4 separate regions of the Sus scrofa genome follow, and regions 1, 2 and 3 are each linked to region 4. Evidence: chromatin contacts called from public Hi-C and promoter capture Hi-C data. All regions are on one chromosome and are shown on one strand. Each heading gives the region's core, a stretch centred on a gene start, on an enhancer-like site or on the middle of the called end of the contact. The rest is flanking DNA. Distances are from core to core; before and after follow the strand shown. Region 1 holds the start of ZNF219 (zinc finger protein 219). Region 2 holds the start of NDRG2 (NDRG family member 2). Region 3 holds the start of METTL17 (methyltransferase like 17). Region 4 holds the start of APEX1 (apurinic/apyrimidinic endodeoxyribonuclease 1).

Region 1 (3,053 bases), core at 118-2,617, 430 kb before region 4:
CTAGGAGTCAACAATTGGAGCTGCAGCTGCCAACCTATACCACAGCCACGTGAGATCCAAGCCGCATTTTTGACCTATACCACAGCTCAAGGCAACGATGGATCCTTAACCCAATGAACAAAAAGGCCAGAGATCGAACCCACATCCTCATGGATATCAGTCAGGTTCATATACAAAAGGAACTGCCTCAGCATTTTAAAATCAGATGATTCACATTTAAAAAGTCAGAATTTCTGACCTTTATAGGAAAATTGGAACAATGGCAATACCAAGCCCCCAGTCCCACATGGGAATAATTGGGTAGAATTGGGTTAAAGTCTTTAAATAGAATGTGGGCTCCTCTAGTTTTCCATAGTTCCTATGACTCCCTATTAACTCATACCTAATCTGCTTCACTCCTCTTCCCTATCGGAAAAACCTCCAAAGTGTTTAACAGTTTTAAAGTTTTTTTTTTTTTTTCATGTGTAATTTTATTTGAGCCTTGGTCCTCCAGTTAGGTTGAGGGTAAATACTATAACCTCCATTTAAGCAAAATGTAGTTCATAGAGGTCTGACTTGCCCAAACTTACACATCAAATTTCCTGTCTCCCAGTCTTACCATTATCCTGGGGGAGGGGGGGGGAGTTTCTATTGAGAACTTCATTTAGTGGAACAAAACCAAAGAACAAAACCAAAGTAGATATGCGCATAACTGCTGGAACAGATGAATACCAACTGCTAAGCTGTTCAACAAATCACTGCAAATGGCTACCTCCTCTTCCTTTAATGAAGTATTTCTGCTTCCCTTCCCCTTCCAGGCATATGTAAAGATTGCCCTTCTGGCCATCTTGAAGTTGGATATGGCTATATGGCTTGCTTTGGCCAATGAAGTGTGAGCAGAAGTGATATGTATCCCTCTGAGGCAGAAACATTTAAAAGTCTATGAACAATTCTTCATGCTTACTTCACAACTGGGCAAGCTGGTGGTGGTGAGGGGTATTAGTCTCATGGTGTCATGGTAGGATCTCAAAATGGTAGTGCTCCATGGGCTTGGGTACCTGCGTAACTTACAATGTTCAGAGTACCCTGCCAGACTCCCTAAACCTTTGGGGCTTTAGGTTTCAGGGCACTGAAATTTTGGCATTGTTACCACATCATAATCTCACCAAACCTGACTGATATAAGGTTCATCTGCATGGTGACTGAATTCTCCAAGAAGTAAAATGCAACTCCTAGACATCTGATTATATCACTAAAAGCTGCTGCTTCTATTTGGAATGAATTGCTGATTTTTACCCTCAGCTTCCTCATCTACTATCACCTTCTGAGTTTTAAGAAAATTATTTTGAGTCCTTCACACATGAGCTCTCCATTATTCTAGATTGGGAGGAGGCGGCGAAGGGGGAGGCCCAGATCTTGTTTTCTCCATTTCAGAACCTAATCCCAGAACTGTCCCCACCCACAAATACTCACACAATCTTGTCATAGGGCGACTATTACCACTCCCAAGGTGTCACAAACAGAAAGGAGCTGCCCCTGGCGCCACTGCAATGTCAGGGCAAGGCAGCCAGGCTGCGCTCTTTCCTTACTGGTGCTTGGGCTTGGCTAAGCCCGGAGAAGCAGCATTCTCTAGGGAAAGAAGCCTTCTCAAGTGGGAACAAAAATGAGTGTGAGGCGCACACCCATCCTGGGCACTTTGTGAATTTGGGGTGAGTTCTCATAGTAATGCAGCTCTGGTCAACTTCTAGTTTCTCTAGCGGCTAGTAAGCTGTCGGGCTGGTACAACTGGGTGCTCCCAGTTTTCCTGGGCTTTTCTCAAGCCCACCTGAGCTCGTCATCTTTGCACATTTGCAAAGGTCATAAACGGTGGGGGTTGAGCGCAACCAGAGCTTCAGCAACCGCACCTCAGCAGCCGGGATCGAAGGTCGGCGGGGCTGCTGAGAGGCTGAGCCTGCGCAGTCCCGCTCCCGCCTTGGAGAGAAAGGGTGGCGGCGACGCGGGCTCGTTACACCGGCGTGCTCGCAAGAGGCGGGAAAGCCTTAGGTCGGGTCGCCGTGTCCCTCCTCTTCCTGCCCCATCCACCCGTCTGGCCAGCCCGTCCTCCTCAGGCGCCTAGGCCCGGGGGGAGGGGGATGAAAAGGGCCCTGGGCTTCTGACTCATCATCTCCAACCCCTTTCTCGCGCGCGCTCCAAGTCTCAGGACTTTGAACCTGGGCACTGTGGGAGGGGGCACGGCGACAACATCTGTGGAAACCCCAGCTCTGCTGAGGGCCAGCCCTCCGCCCCTGCCCGTCTCCGAAGCTGTCAGAGGGAGGACTGTGGACCCACAGTCAACTCTCAGTTACCGAGATTGGGGTGGTGGCGGCCCCTCTCAGAATAGCCCGCCCGGCTCCTCCCTGCACACGGGGCCAGTGGTCGCGTCCGAGGAAACTCTCGGCTAGGCCCTGACTTCCAGCGCTTGGCGTCACTCAGCAGATGCACAGCGCCCCCACCGCGGAGGAAAGGCTCTTTATTTCCCAGCAGGCCACGGGGCAGCGGGGCATCCTGGGACTTGTAGTCTCCGCTAGAGTAGAAAGGAACCGCCTCTGACTGAGAACTAAAGCACGAGTGAATTGACTTCAGAGAGTAGGCGTGTACGGAAACCCGGGTTTGGAGTGGTTGGGACTGTGAAAGTTGGAAATCTTGGAAATAGTGAGATGAGGCAAATGTGAAGCTGTACTGGGAGGCAGTGGGAAGGAAAGAAAAGTTGGAAGGAGGGTAAGGACAGATGGGAGGAAATCAGTCTAGCTGATAGCTGTTTAAGGATATCTTGCAGGCGGGCAGATTTTTAGGGTAGTGAGGTGATGGAAGACTTGGTCTGGGTATTGCTGTCTCCAGAAGGGAAGGGAAAAGAATGGGGCCCTGGTCTGACTGAAAATTGAAGGCACTCCACCAAACGTCTTGTAGGTCTTTTTTTTTTTTTTTTTAAGGGCCGCACCAGCAGCATATGTAAGTTCCCAGGCTAGGGGTAGAATCGGAGCTACAGCTGCGGTCCTAGGCCACAGCCACAGCAACGTGGGATCCCAGCCACATAC
Region 2 (2,892 bases), core at 109-2,608, 340 kb before region 4:
AACTAAACTGGTGGGACCCACACCGAGACTGGGCGGAGGAGAAAAGCGACGGCATAAGGTTTAAACAAACAAACAAAAATTTTAATGGTGGAACCAGTCGTGCTCTGCTACCCTCATTTTGCTTGAGAGCTGTCAAAACTTGGGGATCCCCTAGTCCAGACTAGTTTGCAAATAAGAAATTGAAGGCAAGAACAGTGACAGATTGAGCCAAGGTCACACTGGTAGAGGCAGAGCCGGGACTAGAATCCAGAGGTTCTGACACTAGCCATGCTCTTTCCTCCACATCAGCACTTCCTTTTCTCCTCCCCGCCCCCCAAACCCTTCCAGCCTGAACTGATACCTGCTCTCTGTGTTGCCCCGTAGGCCCCTCCAGCCTGTATTGATTCTAGTGGAAGCCTAGAGAAGGCTTGTTCACTGGACTCAGGGGTACAGATTAGGGCAGGTTAGTGACCGGGCAAGGGTTGGTGACCCAGTCGTCCAGATCTTGGCTTTCTGTCCCTAAAAGACCCAGAGTCTGTCTCCCATGTCATTCACCTCATTGCCTTGTTTTCTCAGACCCCTGAGCCAGGAGGAGTGAGAACCCTGACCCCTAACCCCACTGCGTCCAGCCAATAGGAGTCCAGTAAGTGACCCCACCCCCAGGCTGCAGGCCCTTCACTGTGCTGGTCTGCACAGGTGCTCCCCTCCTAACCCGGCAACCGCCAAAAATTGAACATATGTTAACTTCTTTGCAGTCAAGAGGAAGCATCTTGGGAGGAAGGGAGGCATTGGATCAGCTGGACACAGATGTACCTTGTCCTACTTTTCTTGTCTTCCCCCCTCCCCCTCTTGATCATGTTTCTCAGATCATTTTTAGCCCCTCTCCTTTGAGCTGCTGACCTTGGGACTTTAGTTGAAGGTCACATTCAATGGTGAACTTTTACTACTCATCCCTTAGTATCTTTAGAGTACCCAGTCACTGAGCCACTATTTTCACCCCCTACCAAACTAGAAGTATGGGGTGGCCCCTAAATATAGTCTGAAAACCCACACACACAGCTGCATTGCTGCTCAACCCCCATTACTTCCATCCAGGATGGGGGGGAGGCTCGGGAGGTGTGGGTGTTGAGGGGTGCTGGGGATGGCCAATCTGAGGGGAAGTGGTACCCTGATTTCTCTTCCACAAGCCCTCTCCCCCAGCAGCCTGGTTCCAGCGCTGGGGGCAGGCAAGGCTCTTGGTGTGTCCTGGAGAGGTCCTTGGCTCCCGGGGCCCTCTGCACACTGCTTTGTCCAGTGCTGAGAGAGGAAGCCAGGCGTTGGAGGAGGTGTGGCAGTGTGGGGGCAGCCTCTGCAGTCTCCGTGTTTCCTCACCCTGCCAGGCCACCATGGCGGAGCTGCAGGAGGTGCAGATCACGGAGGAGAAACCGCTGTTGCCAGGGCAGACACCCGAGGTGGCCAAGGTTATCCGAGACCCTCTGACTCCCAGGCCTGAATTCCAGAACTCCAGGCATCCCCCCACTTCTTGCCTTCCCAAATTCATGACCTCATTCTAACCCACACCCCTACTTTCTCCACATCTACCTGTGTTTCTCTCCCCATACACCACACCGAGAGCCCAGGCTTTTGTCCTGTCACTACACTAACTTTCATCCTTTCCATGTCTCTTTTTGTCAACCTCTTTCTGTCTTTGGTCTCTTTTGGTCTCTCTACCTACCTTTCTTTATCTGTATCTGTCTCTCCGTCTGTGACCCTACGTGGCTGTGTGTCTCTGTGTGTATCTGTGTGTCTCTCTCCAGGAGGCTGAGTTAGCTGCCCGAATCCTCCTGGACCAGGGACAGGTAACCAGCTTGGGGCAGCCCCAGGTGGGAGGAGGGGCTCTCCCCAGGAAGGAGAGGGCCCCTACCCGGCTCTTGGCTTTTCCATCTCTCCGCTTCCTCTCCTTTTCCAGTCCTCTCCTGTCCCCGTCGCTCCCCTTCCCTTCCTTTCTCCTCCCTACGCAGAGTTCCCTGATGCTCTCCAATCTTTCATTATGCTTTTCCACCCTCAAAATCATCCTCCAGTGTCAAACTAAATTCTTGCTGATGCTATTTCTAAATCTTGGGTCCCATCGCCTCTCTTTGCCCCTCCCCCACCTTAAAGCCCCAACTTTTGTGGAGGTTCCTCTTCTGCCTCTTTTCTTCTCAGCCTAAATCCTACCTGATGGTGACCTCTTTTCCTGCAGACTCACAGTGTGGAGACACCTTATGGCTCTGTCACTTTTACTGTCTATGGCACCCCCAAGCCCAAACGCCCAGCGATACTCACCTACCATGATGTGGGACTCAACTGTAAGGGCCTTCACCTTCCCCTTCCATTTCTTTCTGGGAAGAGGCCTGGAGGGGGGCACGGTTAACCCTGATGTGAAAAAAAAAAAAAACAAAAAAAAAACAAAAAAAACTAAAGCAAACAACCCTGGTGTGAGAAGAAGGGTCAGGAAGGGAGCCACGTGGCATGTCAAGTTCTCTCCTAGTCTGACTGTGGCGGGAGAGAAAGAGGGTGGGTTGTGACTTGGGGACATTTCTCCTGTCTGATTCTACTATTGGGGTCATGGGGATTCTCTTTAGATAAATCCTGTTTCCAGCCGCTGTTTCAGTTTGGGGATATGCAAGAAATCATTCAGAACTTTGTGCGGGTCCATGTGGATGCCCCTGGGATGGAAGAGGGGGCTCCCGTGTTCCCTTTGGGGTGAGAACTAGCTCCTTCCCTCCTCTTCAGACTGTGAGGCGCACGACAGGTGTGACCTGGGGGTTGGACCAGGGGAGGAGGGAAGGGCGTGGTGGTGATTCTGGGAGAGGATGAAGAGGACACTGAGGTGGGGGCCTGGGGGCAGGTTGGTATTTTCCTTAACATTGCTTTCCTCCCCAGATATCAGTA
Region 3 (2,717 bases), core at 85-2,584, 310 kb before region 4:
CTGAAGAGTGTTTCAGTACTGAACAAGGACTTTATTTTACTTGAATAAAAACTTAGATCATCTTAAACCAATGGACTTGTAGGAAAAAAAATAAAGATCTATGTGTACCTGCAACATGGCCAGTAGAACTGGAGACCTGAAATATTATTTTATTTAGCTTAATTGAAATAATAAATATAATTATTTTATATTAAACTAATATTTACTTCCATATTGGAAAACATTAAGCATGGTTGAGACATTCTAAATATTTACTTTTTGGAAAATTTGTAAATTTTGGAAAATTTACTTTTTCAATGTTATAAAATCCAAATATTATTTTGTGTAACAATTTAACATTCTAATTGGTGTGTGCTATCAGTGGAAAATATGCCCCAGATTCTTCTCTTATCTACACAAAAAGAAATCCAAAATATTTCAATATTTGTTATTTTATTACATATTAGAGTGCTTTAAATATATAATTTTAAAAACCCCAAAGATCTAAATTTCGACAGGATACTGAAGCACTAACTGACTTTTACTCAAGCCCCAAGGGCAATCCCTGAAATTATCTTCTCTTAGTAAAGCATTATTGTAATAATTGCACTGGCCAGAAAGTCAAAATAGAAACTGCAGTATCTATTTAAGAGACTGTGAAATTATTTCTTGCACTTCAATTCCCACTACTTTTTCAACTTGGTCTACTCGTTAATTAAATACTTGAGCCCTACCTGCGTTTTCCAAGAATTTTTTCTCCAAATGTACAGCCCGTCTTTGCAACTCCTCTGTCTCTACGGGTAAATGCCGGCTCCAGAGATAATTGGTCAGTGCTTGCACCTGCTTCTCCATATTGGGCATAGAGCTCTCTACGGACCAAAATGAAAAGCGGAATCACTTACACGTAAGACCAGTCTACGTTTCTCCTCTAGCTTCCATTTCCCACCGTTACTCACCCAGCAGTAGTAATGTCGCGGCATCGACCAATGCTTGCGGCAGCCGCACGCGCGACAACTGCAGGATGCCAGGGTGCCGGCGATGGGACTTCTTCCCCAGGAAATCGGACTTGTTATCCACCTGGGAGACGCCGGGTACGAGGGCAGCGAGCGCCTGTAGGCCGGGAAAGAAAAGCTGACTGGGGGACAGAAAGGATGGTTGCCGGCACTTGCTAAGGGAGGCGTTGCCGAGAGCGCTCCTCCTCGGCGCAGAGCTGTTATCTAGATCCACAGCCTCTCCGACGGCAGGGAAAGTAATCACTCACCCGGCACCGGGGAGCAACTCCAAGGCCACGGCGCCATCCGCGTAATGTCAGCAGACACCCGGCTCCTGCTGCGGTCGCCATGGTGCCAGAGATAAACCGGAAGCGGAAATGTGGGTGCCGATAACCCGCCCTTCACTCGTCGCAGTGAACCTCCTCCGTTGAACGTCGACGCGGGGCAGAATCAGCCAATGAGGAGGGCGAGTGGTTACTAGGAGCCAATAACAAATCGATATGTAAATCACCTTGGAGACTGCACAAGGCCCTTGGTTCAGAAGTAACCAGCCGGAAGACAGGTGGCCTCAACTCTTTAGGATTTGTCCTCAGGTCCAGAAATAGAGAAGGCTGGATGAGGTAGGGGCGGGCACTCTTTTGGGAAGTCGAGGAATTTCTGTGTGTATTAGCTACCTGTGTTGTTCGTCTTTCTCTCTGGAGAACTCTGGAGCCTTGGAGTCCTTACCTACTGTGAAAAGAAGAGATGAAATAAAAACCAGCACAACACTGTAAATCAACTATACCTTAATTTCTTAAAAAAAAAAAGCATTAAAAAAAAAGGAAATAAGAAAAGCCAGATTTAGGCGACTGAAGATAGCAGAAGTTTATAGTTAATAGATTTTATCTCTTTTGCATGTTAGTTTCTCTTCATATTAATATAAATAAATGGCTTAGATAAATAGCCAGCATTAGAACATATGTGCCAGATAGTGTGGCAAGCACTTTTACATAATGCTACCTCATTTAGCTCCCACAATTCTGTGGGGTAGATTATTTTAACCCCATTTTGCACTTGAGGAAACTGAGTCTTCAGGTGTTTAAATATTATGACAAGATCACAAAGCTTGTTAGGTGACAACTAGATTTAAACCATGGCAGTCTAAGTCTGAGATTCACCTTTAAACATATACCCTACTTCATAATGCACTTAGAATGCAAGTGGTTACTTAGAATGCAAGTTAGCAGGTTAGTTAAGAACACTGGTCTGAAGTGTTAACATGTAGCATTAAAAATAACTTACTGTGTTCTAACCTCGTGATTCTTATGGCACACCATTAATCAGCTATGGTATTATTAACCTTTTGGGATAGAAATCTGGTGACTGAATGTGTAGAAGTATTGCCTGTGGTGTAAATGTCAGAGTCCAAATATGGTGATTATGGGATAAAATATGGGGAACTATATCAATTGGACAGTTAAATGTCTGATTTTCATTTGAGTTATTAAACTTTGCTTCTAGTAATGGAGGCCTTTCAATAATCTGAATACTCTGGAGTAAGACTTAAGGGGCACTTAGGACAGCTTTGGTAAGTGCCTCACTCACCCCTCTCCTTCCTTTCAGGTTCACTTCTCTACCCCTCATCCCCCCCTTTGATTCATACTGCCACACTCTCATCTCTTGTCAATTCTCATCTCTTGTGTCTTATCTCCTGTGTCACTTTGTTTAACTTTAGATCTCTGACTCAAATGTTAGCAAGATAAAATA
Region 4 (2,823 bases), core at 133-2,632:
CTTCCTGATCATGTTCCTCCTCACCTACAGAGATGATAAAACAATTAGCAAAAAAGGAGCTTAAGAAAAGGCACAGCAGAGAACAAAGGAATGAAGAACTGGGGCTGGAACAGGATACAAGCAATTGGTTTAGAAGAGCTTGGGGTTTAGAAATCAACAAGGTCTCACCAATGCCATAGGAGACTTTGAGTGGGCACTGGCGGGAGAGCAGGCCCACACCACTGTACCCTTCCTTGTCAGAAGGAGCTGACCAGTACTGATGGGGTAGTCCAGACAGCTCTTGAAGTTCAGCTGGCAGTTTGTTCTCTGAACATTTGGTCTCTTGGAGGCACAGGATATCTGGGGCTTCTTCCTTTACCCACTGTGAGCAAAATGAAAGGTATTATCAATTCAGAAGATTTACTAAAGAATCTATGCTAAGTACTAGAGGTACACAGGTAAGACACAGTCTCTGCATAAGGAATTTAAGTCACAATATTTAAACAGTTATTAACTGCATAAGTGGCAGGGAGGCAAGAAAGTGTTACATACAACACTGAAAAGTTTGTTTTCCCTTATAGGCACTGGAGAGCTAGCTGAGGTTTTCTAAGCCTTAGTTATGGAAGAGATGACATTAAACAAGACAATGACAGTAGAACTGTCCTAATGACATTTAAGAAATACAAGTGGTATGACTTGGTGAAAACCTTGTACCTCTCCCATAAGAAAACTACCGACAGAATTAAACCTAAGTGCTGGGGACAGAAATAGGAGAAGGTAATTAAACCCCAAGATCGGTTTCTACCCTTCCCTTCATTCCACTTACATCTAAACCTTTTTTCTTAATCCAAGCTCGAAGCCCATCCACATTCCAGGAGCAGATTTTGAGTGTGGCTGATTTGCCACTGGGTGAGGTTTTCTGATCTGGGGGGTCCTCATACAGGACTGCCCCATCACCTGCTGCCTCTTTTTCGGTTTTCTTTGCTCCCGCCTTACTCTTCTTGGCTTCTGGCTCTATAAAATAAGATAAACGTTGGCGGTATTTTAACTTTGATCCGGAGCTAAATATACAGTTACTGAGAACCTGCAGTTGCCGCGACTTCTTCACAAACTGCAAAAATGAATCAAATGGTCTGTACTTCCCGCTCATCAAGGGAATTACGGAGATCTCCACCGCCGCTTAAACGGAGAGGGGGCCCATTTCACTCTCTTACCAGACTTGGGCTCATCCCCATCTTCTGCCACCGCGGCTTTTTTCCCACGTTTCGGCATCACTGTAATAAACGCCCTTCTGTAGCAGTTCCACGTCGCCCACCGAAGCAGTGTTTCTACCGCGTTGCCTACAGACGCAAAAAAGTCGTGAAACCTGCTAGGGCTGGGGAAAGACTCCTCTCTAGAGCGCCCCCGCACCAGGTCCCGCCCTTCAAACCACGTTATCTCCGAATTCTTTCCCCGCCTCCATGCACTGTCCGCCTTTCGGACCCTCACCCTCAAGACTAGATCATTTCATACTGCCTTGTACCCTCCTCACGATATTGGGCCTCAGGACAATCCAGGGACTTAATTAAAAATCCTGACTCAGGCTTGCCGATCAGACGTCCAGAGAAGCCCCTATGATGGGTAAAAGAAGAGCACCTCTGTAACTGACCTGCTTGAGTCTAGTCAAGCTCCTCCTCACCCCAGCACAAAGAATGGAACACGCTGTGTCCCCACGTGGTAACTGGTGTGGTCACGTGATCTGAGATGCGTGTCTGGAGGCGAAGGAAGGCGGATGATTGGTCTGTTAGTGCCACGTGGCCGAAAGCTCAGCCTTGCCTCAGTTCTCTGTGTCTCCAGGGCACTGAGGGCCCCAGCTCTCCGTTCTCGGGCTGTTTATCGATGTGCCAGATTCTTGACTCCTACTGCCGCCCCGACCGGAGATCCCAAAGCTGTGCAGGAGGGAACAAAATCAGTGGAGAAGGCTGGGTTGGACCATGGGAGAGAGGCAGAGAAGCAGAAAGGAATTTAACGAGCAGATGCCGGCTCAAGGTCCCTGGCAATTAAGAGAACAGGCCCTCGAGGGGACCTTGATGCGAGGGGAGGGCCCGCGCGCTAAACGCGGGACTTGTTTGGTGTCCTGGTGCGCGGTTGGTAGCCGCGAACTCGTTTTCTTCCTTTGAGACCTGGCTTCTGCATTCCAGCGCGGATTGGTGAAGGCTCTACGGCTCCAGTAGTAGCTAGGGGCCCTGCCGGCGTTTCCTCCCAGGCTCGGCCATGCCGGCGGTGTTGGGTTTTGAAGGCAGCGCCAACAAGATTGGCGTGGGAGTGGTGCGGGATGGCACCGTGCTGGCGAACCCTCGGCGCACTTACGTCACGCCTCCGGGTACAGGTACGCTAGTAGGAAACTTGTCATTTGCGGCGAGCTTCTCCGTCACCGTCCATCTTCCTGAACGTTAGTGAAGCAGGGCGTGGAGCGCATTGTCCCCTCAATTTTTGATCCGACTCTGAGATTGTGTGACAGTATTAGCATTACAAGGCTGATGGTTTGAGGAGTCACAGACACTTGGATCTGGATCTTCTGAGTTCGTTCAGCCTTTATTGAGCTCCTTTTATGTGTCAGTTGTAAACTGGCTGCTGAATACAAAAATAGATGTATAATCCTGCTGTGGAGCTGGACATAAAAGCAGAACTTACACTACGGTGTTATAAACAGTATAACGTAGATGCAATCAAAATATTCTAGAATGAGAAATAATGTAAAGATTCCCAGCTTAAGTACCAGAACTGGCTTGCTTTTCAATATTCAGTCTTTGGTTTTGGACTTCTTTTCCTTATTCTTAAAAGGGAATGATAATATGTTTCTTT

What was found. Promoter capture Hi-C pulls out the DNA fragments that hold promoters and counts their contacts. A called contact is a pair of places that touch in the nucleus more often than the background predicts.
Region 1: a promoter capture Hi-C map of liver shows a contact between it and region 4, with 5 times the contacts expected there. The contact joins the promoter of ZNF219 here to the promoter of APEX1 in region 4. A contact is called at or near these places in 1 of 5 promoter capture datasets (liver), 2 of 47 Hi-C or Micro-C datasets (alveolar macrophages and heart right ventricle) and 1 of 2 datasets of contacts at active chromatin or transcription factors (skeletal muscle).
Region 2: a contact with region 4 is called in a Hi-C map of liver, with 4 times the contacts expected there. The contact joins the promoter of NDRG2 here to the promoter of APEX1 in region 4. A contact is called at or near these places in 1 of 5 promoter capture datasets (liver), 1 of 47 Hi-C or Micro-C datasets (liver) and 1 of 2 datasets of contacts at active chromatin or transcription factors (skeletal muscle).
Region 3: a Hi-C map of skeletal muscle shows a contact between it and region 4, with 5 times the contacts expected there. The contact joins the promoter of METTL17 here to the promoter of APEX1 in region 4. A contact is called at or near these places in 1 of 5 promoter capture datasets (liver), 1 of 47 Hi-C or Micro-C datasets (skeletal muscle) and 1 of 2 datasets of contacts at active chromatin or transcription factors (alveolar macrophages).

What each region holds. Positions count from the first base shown.
Region 1 is chr7:78,027,193-78,030,245 of Sscrofa11.1, forward strand. It overlaps ZNF219 (zinc finger protein 219), which reads left to right and starts at 1,368. Exons shown (of 5, transcript XM_021099309.1): 1 at 1,368-1,688. It overlaps TMEM253 (transmembrane protein 253), which reads right to left. Exons shown (of 9, transcript XR_002345950.1): 7 at 2,325-3,053.
Region 2 is chr7:78,113,014-78,115,905 of Sscrofa11.1, forward strand. NDRG2 (NDRG family member 2) reads left to right here and starts at 1,359. Exons shown (of 14, transcript NM_001078683.1): 1 at 1,359-1,439; 2 at 2,201-2,306; 3 at 2,583-2,703; 4 at 2,884-2,892. The coding sequence starts at 1,365.
Region 3 is chr7:78,143,988-78,146,704 of Sscrofa11.1, forward strand. METTL17 (methyltransferase like 17) reads right to left here and starts at 1,335. Exons shown (of 14, transcript NM_001244326.1): 1 at 1,241-1,335; 2 at 936-1,089; 3 at 714-848. The coding sequence starts at 1,321. It overlaps LOC110261608 (a long non-coding RNA gene), which reads left to right and starts at 1,441. Exons shown (of 4, transcript XR_002345954.1): 1 at 1,441-1,591; 2 at 2,472-2,538.
Region 4 is chr7:78,452,619-78,455,441 of Sscrofa11.1, forward strand. It overlaps APEX1 (apurinic/apyrimidinic endodeoxyribonuclease 1), which reads right to left and starts at 1,383. Exons shown (of 4, transcript NM_001139471.1): 1 at 1,194-1,383; 2 at 806-993; 3 at 169-361; 4 at 1-24. The coding sequence starts at 1,251. OSGEP (probable tRNA N6-adenosine threonylcarbamoyltransferase) reads left to right here and starts at 2,049. Exons shown (of 10, transcript XM_013989066.2): 1 at 2,049-2,347. The coding sequence starts at 2,233.